Regions from separate parts of the Sus scrofa genome. Here region 2 is linked to region 1. A link is a contact called in public Hi-C data. All regions are on one chromosome and are shown on one strand. The core of a region is the stretch at or near the end of the contact, and the rest is flanking DNA. Distances in the headings are between cores, read along the strand shown.

Region 1 (5,684 bases), core at 2,133-4,632:
ATTTGCGCACAATGAATCCTGAAAAGGTGATATAAAAAAGGAAAATATAAACCACTATTCTTATGACAATGGGTCTGTTTATTTTGATGATTTGACATAGTCTCTCTATAAGAACACCTGCTTGCTCAAAACTATGCATACGATAGATGATTTAAAGACAGCGTATTCTTAAAATACACTAAACCTCTAAAGTAAAACTCTTAAAAGGTAAACTTCAGTGGAAAAGAATGTTTTCTAGATTTTATTAGTAAGAGGGAAACTCTTAGGAAGTTCCTAATGGAAGTATTTAAAATACTAATCTGAAGAGGAAAAGAGAAGATAAAATGCCTTTGTCATTTTCAGAGCTATTAAGAATTCACTCTGTTAAATGACATCTTTAATGCAGAGCCAGAGAGAACAAGTCTCTCAAAATTCTTACAAGAATTTCCCGCTTACAAAATTCACATGAAGTTTAGTTTTATTACTGAAACTCTCTGCTACATTTGTATCCATTAATACTGCCTAGATTCTGATAAAGCAGTATTTTTTAACTTTAGTCTATGGTTCTACTGCCTGAAGTGAACAATAACAATAATTAATTACGTTCTGGGTTCAGTGCAACATTTACAAATGGGACCCATAGAAGAAAGCACTATTCATAAAATCAGAAGAATAGAAAGGAGCCTCACACAGACCATACAATTCAAAGACATTTTCAATATGTTCTAACTTTATCATGGACTTTCGACTTACCTTTTCCCAGATACCAGTGCTACTGACTGTATTTACATAAACGATTAAAGTGACAACAACTTAACTTGTACACTGTGTAGTCTGATTATCCTAAATTTTACATGGAGAAGTTGGGATTGTCAAAAATCAATGTTCTAACAAAGGAAAAGAATAAGAATATTAAAAATTAATCCCAGGGTTAATATGATCAGAGTAAACTTATTTTAAAGCACTACAGCACAAACTCGTTTTGTGTGATCTATCGGATTTTTTATGCACTAACAATCACCATTCCTTTTTCACCATACCATAAATAACTCAGAGGAATTTAGTCTTCAAAAGGAAGGATTATAAACAACTTAGCAAAATACAATTCCATCTTAACTAATTTTCTTGATACAGTCTACATGATATACAATACACTGCGTGTGGTTAATAAACACTACATTTTCTGAATTATGTGCCCTTCCATGAGTTACTAACCAAACCTTCTGCTCAAGAAACCAAAAGCCACACTCCCTCCTGCATGAGACATTACACCTTCACATTACAGTTTTCCCTTGTTACTTTCAAAACAACCACTGTAAGAATTATATGTTCAAGAATAATACCACCCAACTTATCCTCTCAAACCACATTACACTCCTGATACTGACCATTCTGTAAATCATTTTATCAAAATTACCCAGGGATAGGTTTGATGTTTCAAGCTCCATGTAAGGGGCAGATACCTTGATATATTTCAGGGTAAAATAAAGCAAGTTAAATAGTCTGATCATTAAGTTCCATACACTACAAGTTCCAAAGAGCTTGGAAAGTGTACCGACAGCCTCCTCACAGTAAACATCCTGTCAGAGAACCCAGAGAATAGCTGCCTTGCTCTAAAGAACACAGCTCCTGAGCACCGCTCACAGCAGCTGTTGGTAACTTTCAAACGTCCGCTGGACTACCACTTTTGATAAATGAATGATGGGTCATCTTGTGTCATTTACTTTTCCTTTTTAGTTCTGCAATTATGTAAAATCTACAGATTACTTTTAAAAACAAAGTACAACCCCAAAGCTTACTTTCACTCCACTACTTTCGTAAAAGAAACCCATTTCAAGATCCTTACATTACTTAAACCACAACCTACCAACTGTACAGGACAAGGGAAAGCTTTAAAAGGATTCAGTCGGCTACCTAACTTTACCACACGTGTTCGCAAGTTTTCAATAATTTCAAGAATGTTCCATATTTTTTAAAAGGTGCTGATGCAGTGTATCAGAACTGTGCTGCTCGAATACAAGCACTGAACATTCTGCACCAAGTAAATTGTAGGTATACTCCTGGTTACCTGCTGAGCTTTCTGCACCCTTTGTCACCCGGTGATGCTCCCACTAGCAAATACTATCCATCACTGAAAAAGTCTTCCTCTCACCTCTCAAAAAATACACATTAGACTTAGAGGTTTCTGCATACTAATTAGGGACCACTAATACTGCTAGGTATTATGGCTCTCAAAGAATCCTCTCTAGCAGACTCCCCTGGGATACTGTGCTCAGTGGGGCTCTGAACCGGTGAGACTCGCTGCCAGCTGCCTTTGCAAAAGCAACACCAGAGGCAGACTCAATACCGCATTGCTGCTGCTGCTGACTTTTTCAAGCAGTCTCCAAAAGAAAAACAAAACAACAACAAAAAACACACAGCCCAGTACCCTGCTCTGCAGACCCTGCTGGCTCTTCTGCGGCACGGAAGAGAAACCACCGCATTGCTCAGCGTGGAACACCGAGGAGCAGACCTAAGTGGGTGCCTTCGAGAGGCTCTGCCGAGGGCGGGGAGTCAGTGGGGGAAGAGGGAAGGCGTCCGGAGTGCAGGGGATCGCGACGAAGCAGCGGCCAGGACGCCAGCGTCTGGGCACCCGGCTGGGCATCGCTTACTGGCCAGGGCCGTCGAATAACAGGCACCTGGCAGAGGCGCTGGCCGCTCCCGGAGACGGGGGGTCCCGCAGCGTCCTGCCGAGCCCCACCCGCCACCCTCTGGGCCCTCACCTGTCATGAGCGCCGGGCTGTCGCCCGCCGCCGCGGCGGGAGAGGAGGCGGCCGCCCCGGCAGAGCCAGCCGCCCGCCGCCGGCGAAGGTGCCTGGGCACCAGCTCGCATCCGTCCGCCGCGCCGGCCACCAGCAGCCCGAGCACCAGCAGCGCAGCCCAGCGCCGCCGCAGCAGCAGCAGCAGCAGCCAGCTCGAGGCCGGGCCGGGCGTCGTGGCGGGATGAGGACGCGGAGGAGGAGCGGGGGGAAAGCGCGGCGGCGCCCCGGCCACGGGCCACTCCGCTCCGCGAGGTGCCGCCGCCGCCGTCGCCTGCGACTCCTCGGGCCGCCCCCGCCGCCTAAGACGCCAGCTCCCGCAGGGCGCCAGCCTGGTCCCGTCCGCACCGGCGGCCTCCAGATCTTGGGTCCCAGCTACGTTCATTGGTTCCGGTTATTTTTAAAAAAAAAAAAAAAGGGGGGGGGGTGAGGATCAAAAAGGTACGGCGTCTTCAGGCCGCGCGCGGCACCCCCGCTGCTGCGGCAGCGAGACCGGGATCCGCTGCTCTGGCGCCTCGGAACACCAGTCCCAGCGCCCGCGCCGCCGCCGCCGCCACAGCCGCCGCCGCCGCGGCGCATCCCCCCGCCCCCTCCGGCCCGCGCCCGTCGTAGTACCACGCTCGGCCCGGACACCTCCTCCCCTCACACATTCGCTCGCATACCAATCCCCCGCCTCCTTCAGCCCCTCCACAGCGCAGGCGCAGCGCCGCTGCACTGGGCCTGCGCGACGCCCGAGCCCCGCCCCCGGGGGCGTTCCGGGGAGGACTCGAGAGCCGCGGGGTTGTTTCTAAGGGTTTCGCTAAACAGAAGGAAGGGGATGGGGGGGAAGATGAGCATACCCCCTCCCGGACCCATGCCCCCACTGCGACAGAGGCGGCGGGGAGGGCAAGCGGGAACGAAGTGGGCGGAGAGAAGCATAAGAACATCCGAAATCCTTTGGGCAAGTTTTAGCCATGCAGACGGCAGCAAAAATAATTGCATGGATCCGAAAACCTTGTAATCGGAAACGTTGGCGTCTCCAGAATTTCGGTATAGGTGGGGCTTAAAAGAGGCTAGCAATGTGGAAACGGAGGTTAGCAGAGCGAGCGTTTTATTTACTTGTCCAATACTTAAAACTCCTGCTACGTGTCAGTATTCCAGGCGAGGTCCTAAGCGTTTTACAAATTTACACGTTGTAATTCTAAAAGTTAGGTGGTGGTTTCGTTGTTTTCATCCCCATTTTACAAGGAATGGAAACTAAGGCCGAGAAATGTTGTTACCCCAGTTTCCGCAGCTAACAAATGGGAGACACGGTCAGATTCGCACCACTGAACAGGATTTGCTCTAGCCTCTGACTCTCCTATGGTCAAACCTTACCTGAACTCATCACCTCCCTAACCGCATCCCACCCCTTGGAGTCTGCTGTCAGCTGAATAGGTTGACAGAAAAATGGTGTTTCAGACTTCACCTGGCGACACACACACACACACACACACACACACACACATTCTCTCTCCAGGGATACAAACTTAGGATGTGCATATAAGGGATTTCCCGTTGTGGCTCAGTGGTAATGAACCCCACTAGTATCCATGAGATTGTGGGTTCAATCACTGGCCTCAATCAGTGGGTTAAGGATCCAGTGATGCCAGGAACCTGCGGTGTGGGTCGCAGACACCTGCCCCCTGGATTGGGTATTTCTGTGGCTGTGGCATTTCTCAGTGCTCCAACACAATTGACCCCTAGCCTGGGAACTTCCATATGCTGTGAGTGTTGTTCTTAAAAAAATTTTTTGCATATAGGGTTCTTAAGCACAAAGGTCCTTAAGAACCCTATACCATACCCGTTTGGTACTGGGTTTCTGTTGTTGGATTTGGGTTTTGGCTTGCTTGTTCTCAAGCCAAGAAGATACACAAATTACACAATTTCCCAAAGAACTTCCTAGGAAGCCTGGCCACCATAACCATGAGTATCACCAACTGTGGAAAGGCAGATGCACACTTGAGAAAAGAATTAAGAATTTGTTTGAAGCTTATCAATCTATCAACAATGACTTCTTCATAGACCTGGTGTTAAGGTGGCAATTCTTTACAAGGCAACAGGAAATAGGTGTTTCCCCTGGTGAAAAACACAGAAATCAAGTCACATATTTGCTGAATGTCCTCCAAAAGGAGATAATTCTGCTAAAGAGGCAGGAAGACATAAAGAAGTAACAGGCTTGTTTCCTGCTCTCCAGAAGGCAATATTTCATTCATTCGCTATTAACTAAGTCCCCAGCACATGCCAGATAGTTCTCAGTAGTGGGGAGTCAAAGGGCAATAAGAGAGACACTCGAAAAAGTCAAATACGTCAGTATTCAGAGATATAAGATACAGACCATAGTCCCTACCTGGGGTATCTTACAGTATTGCTTAGGAGATAAAATTTACACCCATTAAACAATTAGAGACTAATACAAGGTAGTAATCAGTTGTTAAATTGGGCAGAGCAAGCTGTTATAGCAATAACAGCAGTATGAAACTACAAACAAATTAACAAATCACTCTGGCCAAGCTTCTTTAAACAAAGACATATGGGCTTTTTTCTTTTTTTCTTTCGAAGATACATATTAGCAGTAAGAGGGTACTGGATTTGGAGTTATGATTGTTTATTCCTCTCCTTACTGCAGGCACAAAGGAGTTACCAAGAAAGGCTACAAGCACTAAAGAGACCTCTCTCAGTCAGGTCAGAGTTCAGCAAGAAATCCTCCATCTCGAATCATCTTTCTAAGGGGTACCAAAGTTTCCAACGTAGTCAGAAATGAGTGGCGAGAATGCATATTCTTGCCGAACAAAGGTATAGTTATCACTGTGCATCGAGCATAAATCTAGGTGCAGAAAAGAGAAAGTCTGTGGCTTTGGAAGACAAGCCTATCTCTAGAATTACAGA
Region 2 (5,684 bases), core at 1,300-3,799, 130 kb before region 1:
AATGACCTCCTCTTGCAATCAGTATAAATTATATAATAGCCCATGATTAAACGACAAATTAAAATATCAACTGTCTAAAAATTACACATTTCAACACAAGACAAATGAACAGATAGCTCCAATAATATTCTTACTTTGCTTCCAGAATTTTATGATCTACTTCATCTAGGGAGGAGCTATGTGCAACATGCAGGGTCCCAAAGACTGTGCTTCTCTTCTTTTTAATTTTCTCTGCCTAGAAACCCAAGGAGAGAAAAACAAGGATGGGGAAAAATACACATATACTAATAAGGTTTATTTTGTTTTGAATGTATTAATAATTTAAAAATCAATGGAGAAATATTAGCCAAGACACAGCCCTATTTTTCAAAAAAGAAAACAGATGAGGCAGAAAAAGCATGCTTTCCTAAATTCAACTTTGTTCTGGAGAATTTTTCTCTTATTTCTATGGATCAGAAAGACCTGAATCTTCTATTAAAACTAGCAGAGTAATACTAACTATACCCTACTGCAACGGAGGTGTTAGTGAGTGAACCGAGTTTTTTTTTGCTGTTGTTGTTTTTCTAGAAATCAGATTAAGACTCAATAATTTCACACCATTATTAAGAGTCAGACATTAATTTCTAGTAACTACTAACCTGAATCACATATGAAGCAGCAACCTAGAGGAGAAAAGCTCTGTATAAAACATTTATGATAGTGATAAAAGGGATGATTTTTAACTGATACTAAGGTCATTTTGAAAGGTATGTACTTCTCTAATTTTACTTTTAAAGTCTATGATTTGGAGAGTCAATTTATGTAATTATGTTCCAATTCACGAAAACAATCTGTGATACTAAAAATTTCATTCAGATCTTATATCCCAACTGGTCAATCCCTTTAGAAATGTAGTAAGTTTTGAAATATCATGGAGTACCTCATCTTTAGCAATAGCTAGTTGCATTTCAGCATTCTGCCTTTTAATATTGTAGTACTGGACTTCTACTTCATGCGTTAGCTGAAGCCATTTTTGAAGTGCATCTGGAACAGACCAGCTGCTTCTGAGTTCAAATTCTTTTTCAGCCTTTTTTAAAGCCATTCGAACCTGGGAAGGAGGTAGGAAGGCAGAGGGGGAGGAGTGGGAGAGAGGGAGAGGGAGGAGTAGAGGAAGGTGAGAGAGGTTGGAGAGAGAATGAGAAATTTCTCTTTTTAAAAGATATTTAGGACCCTTTTTTAAAAGAAATTTAAGATTTTTAGTACCAACATTAAGAGAAAAAGTAATCTGAATTACGCTCTTGGCAAACATCTTTTTAATAAGCACAGTTTAAACAATATATTTCTAATGTGAAACTAAAGCTTAAGTTTTAAGTACATCTTAAACTTGCCAATAAACAAAATTGTAAAGCCAGAGGGTGAGAGGAAGACTGCATATATCTTTGGTTTCAGTACTGCATTTTATATTTTATAACAGCCAGAATGAAAGAAAAAACCCAGGGCATGTATAAATTAAAATGGATTACATTTTTTCTCGTAGTGTATTTTTTTAATTTACTACCTAAAACAGGGTGAATACCTGTTCTACTACCCCTTCCAATGTCCCCAGAAGACCTTACTGTAGCTACCAAACTATACACTCATTTTTTTTAAAGTAATTGTACCATTTTAAAAAGTTTTTCATGACATCTTTTTTATGGCCAGTTATTTCTCATTGTTATGGGCATATCTGCCTATCACAGTCTGTTTTACCACTTCTATTTAATTTTTTCCTGCTTCTAACATACCAGAAAAAGTACATAAATTAGCATTTGAGACCAAGTGTAAATTTTGAGAAAATAAACTGAGTAAAAGTTTTGATTTTTCCATGGGAAACTATGAACAGCTGCAGTGTCAGGATACGGAAGTTTTTCTTCTAGTTGCCCCGTAAGGGAGCCAGGCAATAAACAGAAAACTAAAATGCATAGTTATGTGAAGTAGTATTAAGTGCTAAGGAAAAACTCTCAAGGAAAAGTCTCACTAAGAAAATGATAGAGAAGGGAGAGGTAAGCAACTCTAGGAATGATTTACTTAAAAACTAGCAAGAGCTCAAGCTAAGGTTGTGTAAAGATACACGATGGAATTTATGAAATTATGTACACACACTCGAGACTTTCAAAGTGATGAATGCTCTAGAGAGCATCCTGTTTCTGGAGCACCATCTCCGCAAATTAATTTCCCCCAAAGTTATGTAAGGTAACCAAAACTTCATTCCTAAACGAAGATGTGGAAGAACATTTGAGCTGATCAAACCCAATTCATTTAAAGAAACCTTATCATGTGCCAGAATAAACGAGAGTACTATACACAAATTTCTGATAAAGAGAACAGCTGTCAGATACCCTGGGGTGGGGGTGGGGGGAATGTAGAAAATTATTTTTTTAAACTCTAAAATTTTAAGAAAAATCACAAGCAGACAAGAAGTAAACAATTCCAGATACAGATGTTAACAGCAAAGGTGAAACAGCACTCAGGACAATGCTGAGGACAGGAGTCCCGTGCAATGTGCTTGGGGCAATGCTATGCTCATTACAAGAGGGCTGGCTGAGCTGTGTGCTGTCCCTGCTAATCCAGGAGGATCTGAGCGCAGGTCCTGTGACCTGGAGTTCCACATAACACTACAAAGTGTAGGTCACAGGCTCCTTCTCTCGCCAGATTTTAAAGCTAAGATTCCTATTCAGTTTTCATTGCCAAGCAAGTACACAGAGACTCTGAATAAATTCGCTCATGTTTTCCACCTTTAATCAGAAAGATTTTCCTAAATGTTATGTTCATACATTTATTTTCCCTAAAAGAGCTCAATGAACACATGTGACACAGAACTGATAGATTTCTGTGTCTGGTATAAATTGAGGCTGACCAATGTTTTGATTGAATATCACATAATGACTCAAAATTTTAAATTCGGACCTTCTAATAACAGCAACTATTTTCTGTTAGTATTCACGAGTTTATCATTTGACCTGAATTCCAACCCTCAGTTGAATTACATTGTTATTTATAAGGAAATAGATGAAATGAAAATTGAGTCATTAATAGCTTTTAAAAAGGAATTATTAAATTATTTAAAAATTTGGTAATAATCGTTTATATAATTTTTGTGTCTTAGGCATAGAACAGCAATAAGTAAAAACATGATGTCACAGAAACAAATAGCTTAAATATCTGAAAACCTGGCTTCTGGACCCAACTTTCTGATTTATAACCTCTGTGACCTTCGGCAAGTTTTTTACTTTCTGAGGCTGATTGTTTCATGTACAACAGGGCTACTATGACTTGCCCTGACTTTAGGCTTCTTGAGACTTTTAAGAACAAAATAATTTATGTGGGAAGTATTTAAACCACAGAAAATATAAAGTGGTACTATTATTCGCCCCAAAGCTTTTGTTTTATGGAAAATAACACTATACCAACTATGTACCAGATTTTCCTGCCTTCTAATTTTGAGAGGCTGATTACCCTCCAGACAAGATACAGAAATGCTTCTTCAAACTATGTGGAACTGTGGATTATATGACATTACATGAAAATTAATTTTCCAGTTAAACTCACTTCTATAAACAAAAGCTTTTAATAGCAGTATGGGAAAACATGAACTTTGGAACAAGATACATGTAATCTTGCCTTTGCTACATAATAGCTGTGTGACCTAAGGCAAATTATTTAACCCCTCTACACATCCTCATCTGTAAACGAGAATAATATTTACGTATAGTGAGGATGACAATTTATAAGCAAACCATCTGTAACGCTGTGCATAGCATAAACTTCTGGCACAGAGGAAGCCCTCATAAAATTGGGTTCCTTATTTCTGGACTCATGTTGGACAGAGGTGCTTTTAAATACCCAGTTCTCTCCTTTAAACCACCCTCACTGACTCGGGATCTCACCAGGATGACTACATTTGTGCTGGCATATAACCTCGCCGTCATCTTCGGGTTCCCTGAGGTGTGCAGGCCCCCTGCGCCCCAAGCCCCATACCAGAATGTTTGTGCTCTGGGGGTCCTTCTTTACGTTGTGGCTTTTCCCTCACTGTGAGGCGGTCTCCTGTAAAATACTGCTATCAGTTTATGTCTCTACAGAATTCCTACTGCTTTCCTATCTCCAAAGTTCAGAAAAACAGCTAACAAGCTTTTCAGGTGAAGTCTCGGTGGAAACAGGCATGGGGCTCTCACAGGACCACAGGCCACCGTATCTAATTCTGAGACACTGTCTCATTTGGGCTGGGCCTTTTTTCTTAACTCCTTGGTTCTTTACTACATTCTGTACAGACCAGGTTTATCAGGTAAACCGACCTGAGTGCAAAATAGGTCGAGGAGTCAGCTTAGAGAACAAACTCCTTACGTGGAAAAGACCAGAAAACAGATGATGTCTGGGGTATGAAAGAAAGAACAGTTAACAGTTAACAAAAGACAGCTGCATTCAGTCAGACAATTCCTACCAAAAGTGACAATCTTGAAGGAAGTAGTAATGTCCCCCGAACATTTTCTCATGAGTTGAAACTGAAACTCCTCCATTACCTAGGTTTTATTTCTTATTTAATACCTGACTGAGAAGGCAACAGTGCACAAAGCAAAGTGGGAGGCAGAATACCTAGGCTCTGGGCCCTGCTTTACGAGTGAGTCACTCTCCATTAACTCGAGTAAGTTTTCTCTTCTTCATTCTGCTCCTCAGTTTTTTATCAGTAAAGAAAGGGTCAAAGTCAGAAGGAGATTAGGCCATGGAAAGAGAGGTTGGAGTGACATGCTTTGAAGATGAAGGAAGGGGCCAGGAGCCAAGAAATGCAGGCAGCCTGTAGGAGTTGGAAACGGCAAGGAAACAGATCCTCCCCTGGAGCCTCCAGAAGGAATGTAGCCCTGAGGACCTATTTTAGACTCTGACTTCAAGAACTATAAGATAATAAATGTGTGTTGTTTTAAGCCACTATGTTTGTGGTGATTTTTTTTTTTATAGCAGAATTATAAAACTAATATGAGTGCCTGTAATTAAATTCTCCCAGGACCTCCCCCCCCTCCTTTTCTGAAGGATTGTGCAATGCCTGAATTCTATCTTGGGTAAATGCACAATAGAAGCAGATATTAGAAAGGGTATGTTTTAGACAACTTCAGAATTTGTGGCAGATTATGTTCTAAAACCAAGAACAGGATTCAGATGGATATTTCATAGAGATTCTTAACATCTGCAGACGTTTAATATTAGATATACTGTACTAGGTTATAGCCAGAAACGGAAACATACTATAGATGTTAGGTTAGGGAAACACCTTAAAATCACTTAGGACAATTAACATGGCGTGGGACAGGGCTTCACGAAGGACTGAACATGATGGCAACTTCATCTTTTAGTGGGTACTTTGTTATTTTGCTATATGAACACTGACCAATGCTAACAATATGAACAGACGGCTCTCTTGCCAACAAGGGAAGAGCATATGATACATGACGGAACTAAATGCAGGAGACTGAACAGAACCCCGAAAAACGCCTCAGCGGGCAATACCAATACCCTCGCAAATACTTTTTAAAATATGAAATACCTGTTCCAATTCCTGCTCTGCATATTGACGTCTACTCAATTCACATTCAGCTCCCTCCCTTAGCTCTCTCAGCCGACAAGCCTCCTCCTTTGCGTAATTGATTTCATCCATCATTTTGCGCTCTAGGTTTTGC

Evidence for each region. Hi-C and Micro-C count contacts between places; a contact is called where the count stands out from the background.
Region 2: a contact with region 1 is called in a Hi-C map of fetal skeletal muscle, with 2.7 times the contacts expected there. The contact joins the enhancer-like site here to the promoter of STIM2 in region 1. A contact is called at or near these places in 3 of 5 promoter capture datasets (fetal liver, fetal skeletal muscle and liver), 11 of 47 Hi-C or Micro-C datasets (alveolar macrophages, brain, embryonic fibroblasts and 5 more) and 1 of 2 datasets of contacts at active chromatin or transcription factors (skeletal muscle).

Annotation. Positions count from the first base shown.
Region 1 is chr8:20,454,041-20,459,724 of Sscrofa11.1, reverse strand. STIM2 (stromal interaction molecule 2) reads right to left here and starts at 3,382. Exons shown (of 15, transcript XM_003128897.6): 1 at 2,742-3,382. The coding sequence starts at 3,162.
Region 2 is chr8:20,587,371-20,593,054 of Sscrofa11.1, reverse strand. It overlaps STIM2 (stromal interaction molecule 2), which reads right to left. Exons shown (of 15, transcript XM_003128897.6): 8 at 5,552-5,684; 9 at 920-1,087; 10 at 639-662; 11 at 135-235. Among named protein-coding and RNA genes, the nearest start is that of STIM2, 130 kb to the right of the region's middle. Within about 2 kb of position 2,549, at least 3 of the 83 cell types and tissues checked have an H3K27ac peak or open chromatin away from gene starts, as enhancers often do. A contact at or near this core is called in fetal skeletal muscle, where this site is marked.